Regions from separate parts of the Arachis hypogaea genome. Here region 2 is linked to region 1. A link is a contact called in public Hi-C data. All regions are on one chromosome and are shown on one strand. The core of a region is the stretch at or near the end of the contact, and the rest is flanking DNA. Distances in the headings are between cores, read along the strand shown.

Region 1 (5,402 bases), core at 1,744-4,243:
TTTTAAATGATCATAAGAAATATCTTTACCTGACCATACCTTCTCTGGCACTTCAAATTGCAAGGGAACACATGGTGTCCGGTTCAAGACATGAACAACAGTGCTCAAAGCTTCACCCGAAAAGGATTTTGCCAATCCAGATTGTGACAACAAGCACCTAACTCTTTCAACCAATGTTCTGTTCATCCTTTCAGCCAAGCCATTCAACTGAGAAGTTTTTGGAGGAGTCTTCTGATGTCTTATACCATGCTCTTTACAATAAGCATCAAATGGACCTGAGTACTCACCACCATTGTCAGTACGAATGCATTTCAACTTCTTCCCAGTTTCTCTTTCAACAGAAGCTTGAAATTGCTTGAACACATTCAAAACTTGATCTTTGGTCTTCAAAGTGTAAACCCATAATTTCCTGGAATGATCATCAATAAAGGTTACAAAATAGATAGACCCTCCAAGTGTTCTTGTCTTCATCGGCCCACATACATCAGAATGCACCAAATCAAGTATCTCCGGCTTCCTTGAAGGTGGATGGCTCTTAAAAGAGACCCTGTTTTGTTTTCCAGCAAAACAATGATTGCACTTTTGCAAAGCAACCTTACAACCAGATAAAAGATTTCTCTTGGATAACATATTCATACCCTTCTCACTCATATGACATAATCTCTTATGCCATAAATCAGTTTCATCAACAAACTCAGCAGCATTAACAACATCTTTCACAATCTTTGTTTGAGTTAAATAAAGAGTAGAGTGTCTTGTACCTCTAGCAACAACCATGGAACCCTTGGTGAGCTTCCAGCTATCACGAGAAAATGAGCTATCCAAGTCTTCATCACACAACTTACCAACAGAAAGTAAGTTCAACCGAATATCCGGAACATGCTTCACACGCTTCAAAGTCAACTTGGTACCGTTGGAGGTTTCTAAGCAAACCTGTCCAACACCAGCACATTTTGCAACACCTTGATGAGCCATTTTCACATCACCAAAATCACCAGGAGTATAGGACGTAAACAAATCCCTTCTAGATGTAACATGAATAGAAGCACCGCTATCAATCACCCAACTAGTGCTATTATCAACAAGGTTAACGATTGTTAGTGTTGCAAGTGTGAGGAGTGTTGAAGTTAGTCCCACATCTAAGAAAGCATGGAAGAGTGAGGAGTTTATAAGATGAGAGACCCATTAACTTGACACCTTAAGGTTTTGAGTTAGATGTGGTGTCTTCTCATCTTATGTTCTCTCGCTTGATTCCTCCCCGAAGTCTCCCCGGTTGTCGAGAGCTCTCCACGGTCGGCCCAACAAGTGGTATCAGAGCCGATGGTTAATCGGTCTGGTGGTTTTAAGGGGTATTCAAGGTGAAGCATCGAAAGTCTTCCCCGCAAAGGTGGTCCGGGCGGTGTGTCCCGCGGTGTTTTGCGGCGGTGTGATGGACGAATACTCGTGGTGGTGGAGGAGCTAGAGGGGAGTTGATGCTTGATGTGAAGGCTCACACTTGAGGGGGAGATTGTTAGTGTTGCAAGTGTGAGGAGTGTTGAAGTAGCATGGAAGAGTGAGGAGTTTATAAGATGAGAGACCCATTAACTTGACACCTTAAGGTTTTGAGTTAGATGTGGTGTCTTCTCATCTTATGTTCTCTCGCTTGATTCCTCCCCGAAGTCTCCCCGGTTGTCGAGAGCTCTCTACGGTCGGCCCAACATTTCTGTTTTCATGTAGCTCCGCCCCCCTCCTTCTAGCGTTTAATTTATTACTCTCAACAATTGAAATATGTTTTTGTTTTATTCTTATGCGTTAACCATGTATGTCAATATATGATTTAAAACTGTCCCAAACTCGAAAATTGGTAACCATTTTTATTATCAACTTTGGTTTATGTTTCAAAGTTATCCTTGATTGAATTATTGTTAGTAGACAACGAAGTTAATGGATAAGGATAAAAATAAAACGTATTTTATATGTTAAAAAATAAAATTTGTACAAATTAAACGTTAAAAATATTTTTAAATTTTTTTTACAAATGATAAAGACAAAAGATATATTTTATTGAAGAGTTGAATTAGAAAATTAATTTCTTTTAGTTAAAATCAATTATTTTTTTTAAATTCTAAATATTAAATTGTAAACCTTAAGTCCAAAACCTAATCTCTAGATCTTTAAAAAATAGAGTTAAAAAAGTTTATAATAAAAAAATTTATTAATATTAACTAATTTTTAAAAATTGATTCCTATATATATTTAATATTCTTTAATGAAATATTTCATAAGAAATACCTATTTCCAATAATCATTCAATAAGGTGGAAATATTTGAAAACTCAAGGATAAAAATATATAAATATAATAATACAATGCCCTACCAATTAGATAGGGTCTACATACATATACAAGAAAATTGCACAATCAAGTTCCTCTGGATTGAAAGTGATCCTTCTCCTACCCACAGTCCTCTCAATCATCTAACTTGTACTAATAGACCAATAATTTGGAGCTATGAGGCTAAGGGCCATATGAGAAACCATTAATGCATGTCAAACATAATGGATTTTATTTCCATGTTTAAATCTTACCAATATATATATATATATATAGTATTTTTATATGACTGAAAAAATTTCAGTACTTATGCTCCAAACATGTGTTATATCTTATATATATAATTCTACTTATTATTTTATAACTAATTTATAATGTAAATATTGTATATTGTATATCATAATTAAAAGTAAAATGCAAGAATGATAGATATATTAATAAATTAAATTTAAAAAATGTTTCTAAAATAATAGATGTTAGTTATGTATATGACTTCAAGAGACTAGCTCTACATAAAGGACAATAAAGGTGATGGTTTAATTTCTCAATTCTCATCCATAAACTTTTTTCAGAGACTGTTGTTCTATATATCAATAAATTTTCATAATTTCTTGTGGGCTATGCTGAATCATTGATTGAACATAGAGGAAGAGAAGAATGTCCAAAACCCATGAACTCTATAGAGAAGTTTCTATACATGGTTGGATCCAACTGTGACTCTTAATTGCAATGATGCCTATATACAAAGAATCATTGTCCTTTTATCTATTTTAAATTTAACCCAAAATGAAATAATATGGATCACATTGTTAGGTGTACGTGTGGAACAAAAGATTTGGACCCTCGAGGGAAAGGGCTCCACTCCAATCATAACAAATTTAAGAGAGATTTACTTGATGGACCATGTATGTGAAGCAATGTGTGTTCATCTCCAATAGGTTGATGCCATGTATATTTTGGTGTGTTAGATAATTTTTTCTTTTTGATTGTCTATTGTATCTTCTAGAATAGTTAAGGACTAATCTCTTGTAGATTAGAACTTCATTTAAAGTTTTATTATTAGGTAATGAGTTGCTGCATTCATGCAAAATAGGATTTAAATTTCAACACTTATTTAAATAAATCACTGAGTTAATTATTTGTTCAATCTAAATTGGTTAGTGTTATAATAATTCATATTGTTATAATATTATTTATCTCAAAAGTTCATTTTAAAAAATAAAAAAAGATATATGAATAATTATATCTTTAATATATATATATTCTATCGATAACACAAGAGTCTCTTTTTAGATTTGAAGTATGTGAGATGTATATTTTTTTTATTCTTTTTAGTTTTTTATTTATGTTGAATTTCATTTTTTAAAAATAATTTCAAATTTTTTTGTTATAAGTTTTTTTATTATATCAAAAAATTATTCATCTCAAAAAGTTAAGTTGATAGGTAGAGACACATGAATAATAATTATATATTTAATTAATATCATAAAATTATTTATTTTAAAAATTTAAATTGATAAAAATTATAGAAATAATTATTATATCTCTAATACATGTTCTTCTACTTAATAACTTAAATATTTAGGATAAGTAAATTCATGACATGTTATTATTATAATTTTTATGACAAAAAAAAATTCATAGTTTAATTATTGTTATTTAAAAAAATTGATAAAAAAATTTATATAAAAAGAAAAAGAAAGATCAATGTAAAATTCACGTTTAAGACAATTATATATATATATATATATATATATATATATATATATATATATATACTCAAGTTTTTCCTATAATAAATAGTTTTATAAAACGATTAAATCCATCCATTATCTATTTATGGGATATTATTATAATCAAGAAGAGTCTTACTATTATGTCTTTTAACAAGATTCTTTTTTTTCATGATTATTACTCGCTCAAATCTAAGACAATTAATAATTGATTAAAAAGTTAAAGTAGGTACATACTACTTTGATCAGACTCATCAATTTCGTCTCTAATATATATCCATTTTGAGTTGTGATTAAGTATAACTTTAGGAACACATGTGGATATCACATGATCTTCCATATTATTGGACGTGCAAATTCCTATCCTATAGGCTAGAAACGAGGTGCTGCATGCATTTAGTGCTTACAATGGTTAGTAAAACTTTGATAACGAGGGAGGTTTTTTTTTTATTTTACCAAAGATAGAAGACTCGAATCCGCAACCTCTTAATTGAGTATAAAAAGATTATGTCATTTAAATTATTACTCATTGGCGATAACGAGAGAGGTTACTAAAGATTTAACCAATGACGTGAATACCACTAAGAAAATAATTAGATCCTTATGTATTTTTTAACAGTCTCATCGTATATCTGAGTATTTTTATCAATTAAGTTTAAGTAATATTCAAAATCTAATAAAAATTGGTGAATGCTATGGTGTCTAAATTATGATGCCTAACTTACTAAAGAAGGCAAAAAAATAATATTTAATAAACTTTAATTATTTTATTTTTACTTTATACATTTTATTTTTTACCTATAAAAATAATTTAGGCAATTTAGGCATAACAATAAAAGGCACCATAAAATCTATCATAAAAATTACTCAAACGTATATGCATGAATTATACTTCTTATTTTTTATGTAAAAATAATGCCAAAATTTCTTAATTTGAGTATAAAATTTTTTTAATTTTGACATTAAATTTTCTCAAAATTCTGTACTTGATGCTATAATTTCTTTTGTTTCTTTTTCTTCCTATAAAATTTTTGTGTTTTTATATATAAAGTTACATATTTTTTCTTAAAATTTTTTTGTGTTTATTATAAAAAAAAATAAAAAAAAGTAAAAATTTACATAATTCTTTCATTTTATTTTTTTATTATTTGATTTTATTTTTTTATTATTCTTTTTAATAGATAATGACACAAGAAGAATTATAAGAGTGTGAAATAAGAAGAACTATAAAAAATAAGAAAGAGAAGGAGCGAGGATGAGTTGTTTGAAAAAATAATATAAAATAAAAAAATATAACATCAAAATTTCTTAATTGCGATACAAATTTTTTTTAATTTTGACACTGAAATTTTTTAAC
Region 2 (6,033 bases), core at 2,193-4,692, 73 kb after region 1:
AAGGCACTGCTCACCCGCACATGCTATCCTAACCCTCTTTTTTTCGTTCTTGAGATATACCACATCCTTCCCCTCAAACATAAAATAGTCCTTCAGGGCATTCTTGAAACTCTCCATTGTAATAAATATCTGTCCAACCTTAAATTCAACTTCTCTATACTCTGTCTCCTCATTAAATGCATCAAATGCAGTCTTTCCTTCATACTCACCTGACACTGGACTGGTAAATGCCTCACTTTCATACTCATATGACTTCTCATAATCAGAATCTAACTCAAATCTATTTTCATCATTTGTTTCTCCCACCAAATTTTTCTCTAAAGCATTTTCATGCCCATTACCACTCCTGTGTCAGGCTCATCACTCCATCCAAATTTACACTATCTCCTTTATTCTTTCTAGTTCTAAGAACATGTGTCCTCCTCCTCTCAAAATACTTTTTTAAAGCCCTTTTTTTGATTGTCCTAGGAAAAAGAGTTGGGCCACTCTTACTTGGGCCAGCATGATCATTTTTCTTATTTAGGTCAATCTTATCTACAATTTTTGGGCCAGCCTTATCATCTTTTATCTCAGCATTTGGACCCTGATTAGCTATTTTTCTTATAGCACCTATCCTTCTCTTCTTCTTTAACCTCTCATTCTTTCTTTGTTTTTCACTGTCTTCACTACTATCTGCATCTTCATATCCAGGAAGAGGAGGTTTGTAAGACTCATCTTCAGTTGTTTCATATCCATCACTTGAAGATGATGAGTCACTCAGAATAACATTCTCAACTTACTCTTCATTATCCACAATTTCAGGTACACTAACTGGATGATCAAAGTAGATGTGAATTTTATTAGTTTCCTTATTTCTATTCTTGTTATCCCTCATTTCATTTATCTCAACATCACCCTTCATTACATGCAAACCAAACTCAAAGTTAAGGATCATGTTATCAAACCAATACATGGTCTTGTAATTTGTGTAACCAAACTCTCTCAATAAAACTTTTAGATCGAAGAAGTTCACTAAATCAATATCAAGAGGTGACCATTTCTTCAAATTTTCATTAAATAATCCATTTCACCTTGTGAATTTCTCTTGAAATTCCTTTCATAATGAAAAATAGGAACTACTTCAAATTCATCCATCTGTAAATATGTACATCTAATCAAATTTCATTTCAACACACTAGTTATCCAACTATAACAGTGATCTAAACCAATCACAAGCAACATTATTATTTAGGTAACAAATTAATTAGCCAGCTTTAGAATACCATTCATGCACAAAAAAAAACACATTCAATGAACATTCCAACATCAATATGCAATTGGAAAAAAGAGTGAATACTGCTAAACTTTGAAATTATAAAACCTTACACCAACTTGGATGGTAACATCAGCTGCCTCTACTCAACGCCGTCAATGACACCGTCAATTGTGCAGTTACAGTTGTCGTTTGGGAGCCTGTCAACGGCCTTGTCAGCACACACTCAACACAACCGCCAGGTGCTCCGTCGAACATTTCTTGTTTTGGGTGAAGAAGAGGACAAGGGTTTGGTATTATTTCTATAAATAAGGGTTACGGCTTGGGGGGTTATATGTGACCTTATTAGGTTTTGTTTCAATAGAGAACCAGAAAACGACGTCGTTTTTAAAGAATGGAGGGGGACAAATTGACCCATGTCTATTCTCCCTAAGTCAACGTGGCACTTAACTCTGAGTAACCCTCCACATCAGCGCCGGTGAATGTCACATAAGACTTTTCCGTCAACTTTGGTGAGTGGTTATAACGGAAGAGCCGTCTTGTCTCACTTTTGTCAAGAACAAAAGCCGGATCGATGTAATTTATTGCACAAAAATCATCTTGTCCTATTTTAAAATGGACAGTAATTATGTTGGTGTTTATTCTAAAAATTAAAATAATAAAAATAAAACAAAAATTTAAAAAAATTACACAAAAAAGTGATGTAAAAAAATTTGGGAATTACAACATCGCTCTCCTTAAATTTAAATATGAAGTTCCATTAAAAATAAAAAAAGAAAATTAAACCTCATTTCTTTTTAAAAATAAATGAAGAATGTTAGGGATCAGTAATTTTAGTGTTTTATAATTATTAATTGGCTATCAATAATGTTTTTAATTGTGTGAAATTATATTTAATAATAAAAGATTACTCACTTTTATTTTAATGGTAAAAAAAAATACAAAAGTTACTGTCCCTAAATTTTCAAAATAATAATCTGAGTCGATTGAAATGGAATTGTTTGTTTAGAAAAATGAGGAGGCAAACTAAGGGTAGAGTTGGCATTCTAGAAAATATCCACACCATATGGTTTTCACATCGTTATTATCAACATGTCATACAAATGCATTATTCGAGAGCTTAATTGCAATAGCATATGATTGGCGTTTATACGTGAATTTGGGTGTGATGACAGATTCTAATTTGTCACTTCACACGTGCAACATTAATCACAGCTATAATAATTAGTTCCAGGACCTAATCATCTATCCCACACCCTCGTCCAATCGTCACATCATAAAAGTAATCATCAATCTCCGGTGTGTATATATAATTCAATAAGAGAAAAAAAATATTAAATCTATCCATCTATTTATCCATATATGAATTTCATATTTCAGGAGATGTAAATTAGTTTAGTTTTGAAACAATAGTTTTTTTTTTTTTTGTTAGAATTAACTTGGTTCATTGGTCTTCTACAGTTAGTTTCTTCATAGCCAAGTTTATTTTCTAAGTTTTTTTTATCTGTGAATAATTTTTTTATTCTAATATAATTATTAGCATTCAGGTTCTATTACTAGAAATTTAATTAATCTATCATGAATCAAACTTTAAAGTTTTTTAATATTTTTTTTTCATTTTCATAATTTAATGCGCCTATTATTTTTATGTCTCATCTTTATATATACCTTAGTAGTGAATAAAAAGTACTGTATTTTTGTTAGTTAAACAAATTTTAACTTTCTATTTATTATATTTTATATCAATCATTTTAGATTTATGATTTATAATTTATAATTTAAAATTTATCATATTTTCTTTTTTTACCTTTTATAATAAGTTAATTTTTAGAGAGTACTATACTCTGGCACTTTGACTAATTTTATACTAGCCAAATCTAGACTTAAATATAAAAGAAAAAAAAATGCAAAATAATATAGGTATAAAAATAAATAAATTGAGTTACAAAACTAAAATTTGAAATTCAGTCTTATTAGTTAATACCCCCAATAATTTATTATTCAATTCCTTCCACAAAAAGCTAAGGTACTAAGAATTGGACATATATCTCCCTCTTTAGGCCTATAAATATACATGAATCCAAAGCCATGTTCTCCATGCACACAAGAAACTAATTAGAGCCACTTCCTATATCCAAAAAGAGAGGCACATATTATTAGCCCCTTAATTTCCATATAGGAAACTAAGAAATGGCACCAAAAAACAAGTATGATGAAGGCTCTTGTGTTGAAAACAAATCCATAGTTGAGTCTCTATACAAGGCACTTCTTGGAGAAGGGCAAATGGAAATGGTTTCAAAGGTGCTAGCAAGTGATCTTGAATGGTGGTTCCATGGCCCCCCAGAATGCCAACACATGATGAAGGTCCTCACTGGTGAAACAGCACACAACAAAGGCTTCAAGTTTGAGCCTAGAAGCTTCACATCCATAGGAGATTGTGTTATCACTGAAGGGTGGGAAGGACAAGCCTATTGGGTTCATGTTTGGACATTGAAGAATGGCTTGATAACTCAATTTAGGGAGTATTTCAACACATGGCTTGTTGTTAGGGATTTGAGTCCTCCAAGGTGGGAGATCAAGCAAAATAGCTTGACTCTCTGGCAGAGCCAGCCTCGCGATTTGTATCGTAGGTCACTTCCGGGGCTGGTTCTAGCCATTTAGTACGTATTTATTTAGATTTTTTGTCTATAATTTTTAGACTGTAATTTGAGAAAAAAATTTATAAAAATGTAACTTTTGAACTTGCCATAGTTCTAAGAAGTCTCAATTGAAAAATGTATCATAATTTTTTAGGTACAAGTTATGGTTGTGCAACTTGTGTGTACTTGATTTTGTCATATGATTGTGGCCCCTATAGTCTACATGGGTTAAACATAAATGTAGTAGTTTTGCCCAACTAGAATGAATTTTCATGCATATATTTAGGTTGTGGATTATGGACAATGTTAATTTTTAGAATAAAAATTAAAGTAAATTACTAAATTTTAATATTGTATTTGGCAAGTAATTCAAAATAAACATAAAGATATTGAGACAAAAATAAGACATCACTTTCATGTCTCTATGTTTATTGTTTCCTAGTGTTTGAGTCGACAAAAAAATTGAACAATTTTCTTATAAAATAAAAGCAATAGAAGTATAATTTTGTGTCTTTTTCTCATAATAATACAAATAACATTACTTTCTAATAAAAATAATAGTTAATTTAAACCAAAATCAAAATGTGTGTTTTTCATGTCATTGCTTTGTTTAATTTATTTAATTTGTTGCGTTGCCTCTTCCTCCTTCTGGAATGACAATGGTACTTGGCGGTAACATCAATGCAATAGAAATGAACAAAAAATCTAAGCAAATTGCAAATGCAGAAGCCTTATTTGACTTTGATGAAGAGCCAAAGGGGTCACAAAATGGGGCCACATTTTTTAATAAATTAGTTAATTTGGCCAATTTTGTCTCGAAAATGGTGCCTAAATTTTGGCGGATATATAAAAATAAAAAGAAAATGTCTTTTTGTAATTTGTGAATTACCTTTTGTATGTAATATTCAGAGTATTATTTTTGTTAAAATGCCAACCAAGCAATAATTCTGAACTTTTGTTGCTTCTTTAGGAAAGGCGAATAATTGAATTATTGAAAAGGGGAATCATTGGATTCAACAAGCTTCCTAATTCCTATTAATTAAGGACATAACTACACTTTTCTGTAGGACACAATTATTGTTCTTTAGGCCAACTGAACATATAGAACTTTTTGACTTCTTTTTGGAAGGAATTTTAATATAATTGGACTGTTTTTTCTTAATTTTTTTATATAATTTAGGAAAGCCAAAAAAAAATCAATGGTTATGAGATTTCACGGAGTGTCCTTTTTCTCTTTAATAATGAATAAAAATACTATTTATACATTAAATTAACTACTAAAATCAGTCACTGATATATTTGTTGAAACTAGACATGTATACATAACACGAAATTTTCCCTCCTCATGTTCTTCTAATGACATTATCTTCCACATTAATTCTCAGTGCAATTGGAGCCTCCATAACATGATTTTTCTGTTTCTCTTCAGACCAAACCTTATTAGACAAACTAGGACTGCTCCAAAGTGAAGAAGAATTGAACATTTCATGATTCTGACTTTTGCATGAAAATTCATCTTCAACTATGTCATAGAATTCCACTGTTCTAACTTCTTGTGCAAGAGAACACCAACAACAGAATAGCCATTGCATGCAATCACTAACATTTTGATTCCCACAACAAAGTTTATTATTATTATTTGGTGGCAAATTGAATCTTCTCCTCATTTGAATCCTCCAATATCCACCATAGAGTAAACCAAAAACTGAAAGCAATATACCAATGAACCCCATGATTCTTCTTAGATTCTCATCATCAATGTGCAATGCAGCAAGATTAAAGATGCAAAAGGGTGCCATACAAAATAGAAAAAAAGTTGAAATGTGAACATAAATGTTACCAAAGTGAAGCCTTTTCATGTTCCTTCCAAAAGTGCAAAAACCACAGAAGAGTGTTTGGTATGCAACAGAAAGATTTTGCTTAAGATCAAATAGTCCTCCTCTCCATTCAGGTGCATACTCAATAACAACAAGGCCATGATCATTTCTTGATGCAAAAGAAAAGCTCGTTTCGGACGGTAATCTTGAACCGGTTGAACAATATACTTCATCAGATTCATATTCCTTGCCTAGAGGGCTAACAAAGCAGTATAGTCCTGTGAAAATCGGAGCAGCAATTGCGATTGAGATGCATATACCAACT

What was found. A called contact is a pair of places that touch in the nucleus more often than the background predicts.
Region 2: a contact with region 1 is called in a Hi-C map of an unstated tissue, with 4 times the contacts expected there. The contact joins the promoter of LOC112751401 here to the enhancer-like site in region 1. A contact is called at or near these places in 2 of 8 Hi-C or Micro-C datasets (leaf and an unstated tissue).

The regions. Positions count from the first base shown.
Region 1 is chr2:92,848,393-92,853,794 of arahy.Tifrunner.gnm2.J5K5, forward strand. No RefSeq gene overlaps it. Among protein-coding and RNA genes, the nearest start is that of LOC112751380, 12 kb to the left of the region's middle. Within about 2 kb of position 2,994, at least 2 of the 3 cell types and tissues checked have open chromatin away from gene starts, as enhancers often do.
Region 2 is chr2:92,921,318-92,927,350 of arahy.Tifrunner.gnm2.J5K5, forward strand. LOC112751401 (senescence associated gene 20) reads left to right here and starts at 3,443. Exons shown (of 1, transcript XM_025800535.2): 1 at 3,443-3,913. The coding sequence starts at 3,443. The coding sequence ends at 3,913. LOC112751410 reads right to left here. Exons shown (of 3, transcript XM_025800563.3): 2 at 5,732-6,033; 3 at 5,095-5,596. The coding sequence ends at 5,235.